2 separate regions of the Rattus norvegicus genome follow, and region 1 is linked to region 2. The links are chromatin contacts, called in public Hi-C maps. All regions are on one chromosome and are shown on one strand. Each heading gives the region's core, a stretch centred on a gene start, on an enhancer-like site or on the middle of the called end of the contact. The rest is flanking DNA. Distances are from core to core; before and after follow the strand shown.

Region 1 (5,725 bases), core at 311-2,810, 390 kb before region 2:
CACACCGGCTGTATTTATTATGTAACATTGTCACACATATTAAAGATACAGAAGTATTAAACAAACAAAAAACCAATGTCAATATCTTGCTCAAAAGGCACAAGTTTTGAGTACCTGTCTAGCTATCTGTTGGTAATATTGAAAGTATACTGCTTTTTTTTTTTTGGGAAAAAAAAGTGGATGAAATTTTTTTGTGTATGTATATTTGTGTGTATAGTATGTGTATGTGTATATATATATTATATATAGATAATATATAAATATTTTTTTAAGAAGAAACTAGAATGTTTAGCTAGAAAATTCTACAGCCTGTGAAGAAGTATTTCAAAATGGCCATAAAGGAGGTTAAAAGAAATCGAAAACTATAACCTAACTTTTATAGAGGCGTTATCTTTAATTTAATAATTTGCTGAAGACATTGTCGGCATTGAGTCTATTCCAGCCTGCTGATTCTGCTAGTCATTATGGGCAAACCTGGAATAGGGTACCTTTGGCCATTCGCAAGGGACATGAACAAAATACTGGCCAACTAGCTGGACTCAGACACACAAAGGTTTTGATTTTCCTTCCAGCCTTACTAGAAGATCTAACCTAAGAGTAAGCTGATTACAGGGGTTGTTTTTTAGAATACTTTTTACGCAGATGAAACTATTTTTTTCCAGCATGTAGATTCTTCCAGCTTTTTCAAGGAGTACTTTCCCGGAATTTGGCATACCACAGCGTAAACAGCTGATATTTCTGGTATTTCATCCAGCTGCTTGACTTTTTGGGTGTGCATCTTTACATAAAGGAGACTGAGTCTGGCTGGGCTGGTATTTTGTTTGATCTTCCTGGAAATGAGCAACGATTAAAGCTCCCTTAACTGTTTTTTTTCTTGTTGTTGTTGTTGTGTTGTTTTGTCGTATCTGGCCTGACGAATACATTTCTCTACGGAACTGGTTTCGTTTTGCTTAAGGGGAAAATGCACTTTTGTTTGGCAATTCAAAATCCTAGCACTTGATTTGCTGGGTTTTGGAAAACTCCTTTTTTTGGCCCTGCTGTGTGCTTATCCACAACAATTCCATTAAGTAAGAAGGTAAACAGAAGAGAAGGAGGACTTGTGCTGGCTTGTCTCACTTATGAAACACATAGATGTTGTTGGACTGGGTGGGGCTGGGTGCCGTATGTGTCAATGCCTGTAATTTTAATAATAAGCGAGTACATTCTGTTCAGGTGACAGCTGAGCCTCAATCAAGCAGAAACTTTTGCTTGAAATTTAAAAAAAAAATTTCTATTAGTGAAATTTCTTTATTTCTTTTTTTTTGAAGCACCCTGTTATCTAAAGAATCTTTGTAAGATTTTTGTAAAATTTTGTTTTACAAGATTTTATTTGAAATTGTTTTTTGCGAGATTGTTATATTTCTGTATGAATGTATTTTTTATTCGAATAACATAAAAAGAATTCTTATCAGCATCTGGAGCCTGATTGTTTTTCTGGGGTGCAGTGGGGGGGGGGAAGGGGGGGCTGTTAAATTCCTGCTGTGTTACTCAGCCTGGCTTCCTCCCCGGGAAATCACCATTGTGCAATTCTAAGGGCCATTTGCCTAGCTCGGTCCCTGCCTTCCTCTTCTTCCTACTTTCCACAGCTGTCTCTGGAGCTAGAGGGAGGCTTTTGACATGGCTTCCCCCTCCCCTCAAATGTCCTGAATGTGTTCCAAAGCCTGGCAAAAACAGCCCTAGGCTTTTCGGGAGTGGGGCACAATAGGAAAAAACTTGTTGCATGTTTTTTTTCTTCCTGTCACTCAAGCCCGGGAGACTATTACGGTGCAGAGGACCCAGCACCATAGCTTGTCCAGTGCACTTCTGAAATCCCACAGATTTTGTTCACTTAGCTGGTAGAGCTGGGCCAGTCTTTCTGGATGGAGCTGGCGTCACACCTGGATGACTCCCATCTGGGAAGGACAGAAGTGACCAGCAAGCAGATGAAAAGGGAAGTCAGGCCAGAAAGCCATCCCCATGGACTCTGTGCAGATACTGGTTCCTGCTCCCAGAGTTCCCTGGTTAGTTCCCTAAAGTAGTGCAGAGGCCTCTCCTCACATGATTTCGTGACTTAGGAAAAATGCGTCACATAGTGAACGGTTTAAGAAAAAAAAAAAATTCCGCAACTTCTCTCAGAGCAGCGCCTTTCAGGAGCTTGAGGTGTTGGCCGCTGGTTTTACTGTGTGGACCAGTGTGACAGATGCACCTTGGAATCTGCTTTCCGATTCTCTAAGCCAATCAGTAGCCACAGGGTAAAATCAGTGAGTTTCTGCGGGGCTTCTTCAACGCATTGCCCTTTGATTCCCTAGGAAGGGTGGTCTCCATTTTAGGTGTGGTAGCGTCATTTACTAGCTGTGTGGAGTTTAGCGGATTTTTCTTATTTTATATATTTTATAATTAGGAAGGAAAATTTAAATGTGTGCCTAGATTAGCAGCTTTTTTCTTCCCTTTTTTCCCCCCTCTTTTTTTATTATCAGCAACTTGGATTGGTGGTAGGTTAGGTCTTAAAGAGCTGGTGACTTTTTTTTTTTTTTTTTTTTTTTTTTTTTTTTTTTTTTGGCCAGAATTCATGGGTGTGTGGCGTTCTGAAGCACATGTCAGGGTGACTAACAAGTTGGATTACTTTGACTGTGCAGTCTAAATAAAGTCTCCATAATGCATTCTCTCTCGGCTACTATTAAGACCGGACCGTGTTGTCATGCAAAGTCTGCTGATCAGTTAAGTTATGCTCAAATAAGGCTGTTTGGAGAACCGCTGTGCAAGGAATCAGCCACAGCCTTAGGATATTTATAGCGTATAAAGCATTTTCAGTCTGCTTAACAAATTTTTTGAAACCTAGCTAAAAGGAAGGGAACACTTTTGCTCTAACAAGCTGTGTACTTCGGGGACAATTTGCTCGGCAACAATGGGCCTCCATTTACTCCTTGCTAAAATAGTCTGGACTAGGTCACATGAATCTAGATTTTTCTATAGCACTAACATTCTGCGGTCTGGGAGTGCAGGGTGGACTTCAAATTACATGTTCACCGTCCTCAGAGTTCTTGGCCCGGACCTAGGAAAGTTTCTCTTCTGCTACAGGAGAAAGTATTGTTGGAGAAAATTGCTCTGAAAATGGAAAACAGAATGTTCTCAAACTGCCCATTACTCCGTTAATTAAAGCTAAGTTGCTTGGGCATTTGATGCTTGACAACATATAATTTTATTTAAGTAAAAAAAGAAAAAAACTAACCTCCTTTGAAAAGTGCTATTGTACCTATAAAGGAACTCAAAATCTCCCCAGGTCTCCCAAACCCCCAATTCCTTTCCTTATCTAATAGGGCCTTTGTATTGTGGCCAATGGAAGTCTCTTATTTTTATACTTTAATTGCCATAAAGAGCACAGCTTCCATGAAATTCCTTTTTAATGTATGTGGTATATTACCAGGAGCTATTAATATGGAACTATGTCTTCATATTTGCTTATTATTATTTATTGATCTGGATGTCTGTGCATGTGTTGTTTGGAGAGGGTATCAGGTACCCTCTTCCATCAGAGGAGTCACCCTATTTTTTTGAGGCAGGGTCTCTCCTGAACCCGAGGTTGGTGCCTTCCTGGCTAGGTTGGAATTGTCCCAGAGATCTTCCTGTCTCCACCCTTTAGAGCTAAGGATGGAGATATTGGCATGGGTGCTGTGATCTGAATTCTCTTGTCCTCATGACTGCCCTTAACACCTGAGCCCTCTCTTCAGTCCCTGAGCTATTTGGTTTTGTAACAATTTCCTTTGCCAGCTGGATTAATATTATGATTTTGAAATTTGATAATGACTAAGATGATGATTTTTCCCACCTTCTCATCAGATTTTAGGAAGAAATACATTTATACACGCCTTCTCTGTGCATTCATATACCTGCATATATGTGGTGCCCCATAAATAAATAATATGTCCATTTCACAAATGAGGAAAACTGAGGCTTCAGGATAGTACACCACCTGACTGAGGTGCTACACCCCAGAAACACCAGTTTTACTGCCCTGATCCAGAACAGTCAATACCAAGGACCATTTTTTTTTTTTTTGAGCATCGCCCCACCCTGTTCTCTGTCTTGCCCGATCTCTCATGGGATGGTTCTGTTCAGTTTATAGGATTCACCTAAAAGTGCTGCTACTCTCTGAAATAGAGACAGAGTGTCTTCACAATTGAGAGTCACTAAAGCTTTAAATCTTGTAACCTTAAGTAAACAGAAGTCACCATTTCAAATTGCTCTCCAGATCTGAGACAGATGGCACGTGTTTATTTTTAATGCTTAAGAATAGAGAGAGTACCATCGGGGATGCGGCATCCTGCACGCATTGGCAGGGATCACCTAATGCACGGAGAGGAGGTACAAAGAGAAGAAAAGGAGGCCCGTGCATCATGCAAACGAGGCAATCCAGCATAGTGTATTTAACTAGATTTATTCTACCAGGGTCTTTGCCATTTCACTCTAACTAATTTTAATGAGGATTCTCCAAACATCTGTGAATGAAAAGAGACAAAGAGAGGGACAAAGCTGGGTCCCACGTGTCCTTTCAGGAGGCACTTTGGGCTGAACAGTCACCGAGGCATCCTCACTGAAAGACAGATGTCCCTGGGAGACCCTTGTACACTCCAGTTCAAACCCTACATCCATTATATAATCCAGGAAAGGAAGCGAACTGTCATTTAAGTTCTACAATTTTTCCTTAAATGGAGATCCCCCAGAGTCAAATATACCACGTATGATTAACCTTAAAAGAGTCTCTGAAATTCACAAATAATAAGTGGAAACCCATCACACTAAGGATCGATCCTCCAAAACGTGTCCTTTGTCATGACAGAGCACATTTGTAAGAGCCTTGCAGGCTTCAGCTACACTGAAGGAACTGAGCTCTGTTCCTTGGATTTCTTAAGTTTCACATTACCACACTTTTTTCTGGTTGTGTAAGACTGGGTTCCAGTTGTGTAGGATAGTTAATGACACTTACTGTCATGATCAATTAACTCCCTCAAACCAAGCACCTCACTCAAATGCCATTCTTCTGTTGGTGTTGGTGAGAAAAGGAAACAGGATAGGTATGCCAACAACAAGATGCAGTGTGGCAGAGAACTCTTGCAGCCAGGCATTTGAAGAATCCAGTCCTCCTTATGTTTCTTATACGATAAACATATGATATACTGTAGAATAGCTTATGTATCTTTTAAAGATTTATTTATTTATTATGTATGAGTACACTGTAGCTGTCTTCAGACACACCAAAAGAGGACATCAGATCTCATTACAGATGGTTGTGAGCCACCATGTGGTTGCTGGGATTTGAACTCAGGACCTCTGGAAGAGCAGTCAGTGCTCTTAACCACTGAGCCATCTCTCCAGCCCAGCTTTTGAATTTATAAGTCCAAAAGCCCTCGCGAGCTATCTGGTGATGAGACATGAGTTTGTGAAGGTTTTCATTTAATAGTCAAATCCTTCATGGTAAGATGGCCTTTGGGGAGAAAAAAATCACTCATTCAAAAAAAGAAAATATTAATTCTCTGAGATTTTATACAAGGTATAAAAGGTATTTTGATCATATACCCTCTGCCTAACTCCTCTCAGATGTTCCCAGTCAATTCTATGCCCTCTCCTCTCTGTCAAAACTTAATGTAAATTAAAGAGAATAATTGGTGGAGGATAGATATTGATGGCTAATTGAAAATACTGACTTAGA
Region 2 (6,407 bases), core at 3,330-5,829:
TAAGGATGATGATAGTGTGAAGATTTTATAAGAGCAAAGCTGCTCACCTCATGGTAGCAAGGAAGTGAAGAAGGAACAGGAAGGTGCTGGTCCCAAATGATATGACTTCCTCTAACTATGCACTTCCTCCTCAAGGTTCTACCACCTCCCAAAAGGGCCACAGGCCAGATATGAAGCTGTCAAAATCACATAGGCCTTTGAGGACAATTTATATCCAAACTTTAGCCACATAGCCAAATGGATGAATGAATGAATGAATGAATGAATGAATGAATAAATAAATAAATATTTTAAAAATTGACTCCCACACTGGTGGGATGGAGCAGTGGATAAGATGCCTAACACGTAATCCTGAGAACTTGAGTTCAGTTCCTAGATCCCAGGGTAGAAGGAGCAAATTGGCTTCTAAAATTATCCCCTGACTTCCACATACACATCACACATACACACATAACAAATTAAAATCAGTTGTTTAATTGGCTCCTTTTCTAGACTCTTTTGTAGAGCAAATTCCCTAAAGATTCTGTGTAGAAATTTATCTATCTAAGAGCAGCTTTGCTCTTATAAATTTTGCTATCATTTATAATAGATGTAAGAATTATAAGCTTCCACGAGGGTCGGTTACATTTAGTTTGTCCCCCATTCATCAGGAAGCCAAGCTCTGAGGCTTCCCATGTATTTTGATCATTGATTTGCAGGAGACTATAGACCTCCTTCCGGATGGAAAGCTTGGGTAAATATCTTATGTCCATGTACTCGCCCTACAAAAGAAGGTGGCGAGAAGTCCCTTACTCTCTAAGGCCCAAATGAAGAAACCAGAGTGAGACCTACCCTCTTCTATAGAAGGATGTTTGATGCCTCTTGGAATGATGATATTTTCTGCTCTCAATCTTGTTTAAGGAGGTTACCCTTTGTACCAAGAAAAGGGACCTCTTGAAAAAAATTTTTTTCTAGGTTTATAAAAGAAAAACCTTCATACAACAGCTGGGCTTCAGCTGACGCTGTTGCCACTGGCAATTTACACTCCTTTGAACTTAAATTAAAATCTCAATGCCGATTTTTTTTTATGAAAAAGCCTCCACAGAAAATATAATTACTGCAATGAAGATTCATTGCTCCTCGCCGGGGATGTGTGGCAACTATTCTGTTCAATTTGCTGAGGAATGTCACAATAAAATGATGGGGATAACCCCTGAAAAAAACAACTACCAAAGATAATTCATAATCAGAGCAGATGAAACAGAGTAGGAGGGGAGACAATTATCTGCTCGGGCTAAATATTGTGGGTGTCTGATACAGAAGCACAGTGCTCTCTGACAACCAGCTGAACCGGGACTCCATCAAAGAAAGCACTTTGCTTTCTACTCTATTGATGGCGTCTCATAATAAAATAATAATTTGCATTTCTATGGAGCCTTTCATCTCACAGGACTTTAGAGATGCTAAATTATTTAGCTTTAATATGTCTGGAAGGGGTCAGTTTCTTTACCTGCTAACCCAAGGCAGGAGGAATGAGGTAAATGACCTTATGGAGAGCGCAGTTCAGGAAAGGTCACACAGGATAGCTTCCTCTCTTCTCCTCAGGGTATTTTTTAACTCATCCAAACAGTGGTTTCCTTTTCAACTCTGACCAGAATCACCCCATCACTGTATGACATAAAAAATTATGTAGCCAAAAAAGAACCTTTGGAAGCATCATCTCTATCTGGGAATTCTTTCTTTCCTGATTTATCTTCATTATTAGTGAATATTTCATCTGTTTTTTTCCTAACTGTTCATAGAGATGAAGAACTGACTAAAAATTGGGACATTCATTTAGTCACGATTCAACGTGAGTCACAAGTATCTATCCCCTCTCTACAGTCCTATCTGGTTTATAAGAGACACAAACCTTGAATGGTTTGTGTCTTTAGTTTTGCTCTATCTGCATGGAGAGCAGAATATTATTGTCACACATAATCTTGCATTCAAATTTCCTTGAATAGACATCCCCGCTGAGCCTGAGGTAAGAGCTATGAAGCCAGGTACAGGAAGAGGTTAAGAGGAAGAGTAGAGCAATTCTATCCCAGTTCAGAGGGCCAAGGAAGAAAACCTATAATTTAGTGAGCATAACAACTCAGAATTCAATATTAAGGGCTCTTTTAATCTCTGAGCCATCTCCCATGTTAAAATAATTCATCGGAAGGCCATTGGGTTGAAATGGCTCTAGCATCTTGAGTTCCTGTTTAATTAAGCCGAATATCAACTCAGCATTAAGAGGAAATAAGGCTCACTCTTAACTAATGAGAAACCATTACACAATGTCCAAGTAGCCACTAGAAATGAACCCACTAACTAGATACCTCTTACCATCAAGTATTTCCTTTGACATGCTTCCACAAACTATATTCGTTTGTTGATTTGGGGCTTTTGCTTGTTTGAATGATTCATGATTCTACTATATAGGTTAGGCTAACCTATATTGCTCAGGTCAGCCCTGAACTCATGGCAATCCTCCTGCCACTGTTTCAGAAGTGCTAGGGATACAAGGTCGAGATATAGCTTTCATAAATGTCTCTTCTTGCGTCCTTGGTTCACTCGTTAGTTAGTTAGGGTCATATGCTCATGATATTTTAAAGACTTTTGTATCTAGATACAATAGATATTTCCTCTTTACATTTATTATGCTGTACTACATGAGGCTATCCTTATGCAAGTAACAGTATACATTAGGAATACTCCCATGCCCTGCTATGTGTCCTTACCTTTACTCCTGACCACATTAGATGCCTCTGTCTCTGACTCTGTTTTATTTCTGCTTCCATGTCATTTGTCAACAGATGAATTTTCAAGTGAAGAAGCAGCCTACGGGATGGAAGAAAATGTTTGCTAGTACTCAAAAAGGTAAAGCCAAGTACCTCTTGGGAACCTTCCTCTCGGCTCTTCTTCTGGGGCCCTGAACACTGAGGGCCAGCCATCATCAGCCTGACTATGGAGCCATCATTGGCTGCTCAAACAACCTTTTTTTTCTTTTTAAATGTACTACATGCATCGATTTGTGTGCATGTGCATTCTCTCTCTCTCTCTCTCTCTCTCTCTCTCTCTCTCTCTCTCTCTCTCTCTCTCTCTCTCTCTCTCTCGTGTGTGTGTGTGTGTGTGTGTACCAGAGGATGACTTACTGGAATCATTTCTTTCCTTCCACCATGTGAGGCCCAGAGATTGAACTCAGGTCATTCAGTTTGGCAGCAAGATCCTTTAGCCTCAGAGACACCCACCCATTCCTCTAACTTGTTAAAATGTAAATCTAACCGTATTTACCTCTTAATATCCCCCAAATGATATCTTACTGGAGTTAAAATTTTTCATTTAATCATTCAAACTTCAAAAGATAGTCGGCCAAGAAGTGATGTTTCCCCCCCTTAGATTTTCTTTCGATACAACAAAAGCATTCTCTCGGGTGTTGCAGATCAAATCCCAGTTTCTCAGGACTTTTGTTTTGTTTGGAAGCTATTGCTGGGATCTCACTCCATCCTCCTCTTTACTCCCCTGGCCTGAGTGGTCCCCTGAGAGCATGGGGATGAGACATTTGGAGCATGGCATAGCAAAACCAGGCAGGACATAGAGTCAAGTGGGACACTCTCGAAGTGTGATGGTGTGCCATCTCCAGAGAGTACATCGCAAGTATTTTCAGAGGTGAGAATGGACAAGGAACAGAGACCAGAGGGAATGGTGTCCTGTCTACATGCTGTGGTGGGATGTGGACAGTTTCCTAATGTTTCCAGACAACTTTCCTGAAGGGCATTTCACTCTGGGGCGGATTGACAGTCTCCTTTGAATTAACTCTTAAGGTAGGAAACAACGGCATGCCATTTTTTGTTTTTGTTTTTGTTTTTAAATCATCTGATAATCTTTACGTCGGTCTTGAATCACTACAAAGGACACAAAATTTAGGACTCAGATCTCATTCTTTTGAGCAGTCATCAAAGTCCAGCAGATTTAGCTATTGTTTCAACAAGCTGTTGATTTTGAAGGGGTCTGTCCTCAATAACCTCAAGGACACTAATATCTGACTAGCCAGCTAGCTGACAATAATATTATTTTTCTAGTTATCTGACATGAAACCATTGACTAGAATAAATAATAGTGCTTACTGTGTCATCTCTTTGAATCAGAAGGGAGGATCCATGCTGGGGACAAATGCCAGAATCAACGTCTGGTGTCTCCAGAGCACAGGAAAAAACCAGATCCTGCTGTGTCAGTGTTTACTATTGAAGGGAATTTAATTGGAGTGAAATTGATATTGTTAAGAGCAATTTCTTTGTTGCATATGACTGTATTTTATCTCAAAGCACTGCTTGTGCACTGCAGACACACACGTGAGCACACACACACAGAGAGAGAGAGAGAGAGAGAGAGAGAGAGAGAGAGAGAGAGAGAGAGAGAGAGAGAGAGAATACTGCACAGCTTCTGCTCCCATTGCCATCCGGACTCCTCCCCCACCGTGTTATGAGAATTATCAGAGTCTACACATTCTGAATGGTGCTCACAGGAAGTTGCTTTGTTTAGAACACAAAAATCACTCATGGTCCAGCTGCTTTCCCTGCTGGACAAAAAAAATGCCTCTGAGATGATGTAATGAAATGTATTTGAATAAAGTCCTTACACTGGTGGGAACTATTTTAAACTGAAAGGAAAGAATTTCTCTTCGGTGATGAAATTCTTACTCCTCTGAATGCACTTGGAGAATCCTTCTAGATCTACAGTTTTTACAACAACTGAACCCTGCTATCTAGCAGGATTGAATTTAGTTCAATGATAGAAAACTGCAATTATGCATGGCTTTGGGGGAGACTTCTAACACCGTCATTCTTCCACACCATCAACATTGAACTGTGATTGCTGGAATATTTGGTTTTATGCCATTTTAGATTGTTCTCCTTAGTTGTGGGATTTCTGGATTTGTTTATTATTTATAAATGGTGCTATGTGTTCTGCCCATTGTATACAGGTGGCTTGATAGTTCTCTCTGGTGAATTCAGTCTTTGATTTTTCGGATAGTACTGCCATCCATGAATAAACACAGTTGCCAAGAGGTCACTTTGATAATTTCTTACATGGTATTGCCCAAACTGTGACATATATTTACCTCACTTTCCCAGATCCATTCTTTAGTCAGTTACTTAATTTCCTCACCACCAGCAACTTTCTATATATTAAGGTAATATGAGACTATATTTCTTATCTATTTTTGTATGAATATGAATCCTATTACACAAAGAGCAGTGTAAGAAAATAAATGGAGCTCTTTGATCAATACGCTGAACAAAATTCATACCTGTCATTCTCTCTGTCTCTTTTTGTGTGTGTGTCTTTGATTCTGTCTCTGTCTCTCTGTTTCTCTCTCTCTCTCTCTGTCTGTCTCTGTCTGTCTGTCTGTCTGTCTGTCTGTCTCTCTCTCTCTCTCTCTCTCTCTCTCTCTCTCTCTCACACACACACACACACACACACACACACACAGGGGGTGCATAGAACACAAATTCCAGGAGTGTCTCTAATCTAATTCAACACTAAAAGCCCAATACTAAAGTATGTGGCCAGAACACAGGATGGAAGGCTTCCGGTGTGCACTTTCTACCACATCCCTGTATATAGTTTGTCAAGGCAGGCATACGTGGAAGATAAGTATCCACCACTGATATCTGAGGTCTCATCTCTATTTAGTAGGCAAAAGGGTGCAGTGGGTCTGTTATTCCTGATTAGTAATTCTTACTTAAGAGACCAATCTTTCTCTACTAAGCCGGATACTCTGGAGATGTACCTGATGACCACTCTTAACAATCTATCTAGGTAATTCTGCTAGAGTCACAACTGAGTATAGGGGTACCCATTGAAAATTTCAATTTGTGTTCCAGAACAAAGACCTGGACCAGGAGCACACAGATAGTGAGTGAAATTTTGTTAAGAATAAAGAAATCAATCCAATCCCTAAGAAAGGAAGGAACTGGAGAGTTGGGAGACTCCAATGCTCAAATCCTGGGTACTTCCTTCCCAACAGAAAAACAAACTATGATTTTATATGTAAGTAGAATCTACTTTTCATGACCTGTACATTGCTTTCTTTTCGACTGCGTACTCTATCTCTTATACAGAGCCTTGGTGGGAAGAAGTTTTTGCAAAGTGGCTCCTTTCATACATTAATCTTGATACCTTTCCATCTATGCCCTACACTCTTGCCACAACCCCGAGGGATTATAAGATTCTGAAAAGAAAGAACTAAAATTATTTTCAGCAATAAACGTCCTAATAGGAGTCCCAGAAATAAATGATATCTAAACATTATTAGATACTTTGAAAGCTAGAGCCACTGTTAACCATTTCCTTGCTTGAAAAAAAACATATGGCTCTTAGCACCAAGACGTAGAAGTGTA

The links. A called contact is a pair of places that touch in the nucleus more often than the background predicts.
Region 1: a Hi-C map of Schwann cells shows a contact between it and region 2, with 2.8 times the contacts expected there. The contact joins two enhancer-like sites.

Annotation. Positions count from the first base shown.
Region 1 is chr17:69,445,211-69,450,935 of GRCr8, reverse strand. Klf6 (KLF transcription factor 6) reads left to right here. Exons shown (of 4, transcript NM_031642.5): 4 at 1-1,453. Among named protein-coding and RNA genes, the nearest start is that of Klf6, 10 kb to the left of the region's middle. Within about 2 kb of position 1,560, at least 34 of the 93 cell types and tissues checked have an H3K27ac peak or open chromatin away from gene starts, as enhancers often do. A contact at or near this core is called in Schwann cells, where this site is marked.
Region 2 is chr17:69,055,668-69,062,074 of GRCr8, reverse strand. No RefSeq gene overlaps it. Among named protein-coding and RNA genes, the nearest start is that of Pitrm1, 320 kb to the right of the region's middle. Within about 2 kb of position 4,579, at least 6 of the 93 cell types and tissues checked have an H3K27ac peak or open chromatin away from gene starts, as enhancers often do. A contact at or near this core is called in Schwann cells, where this site is marked.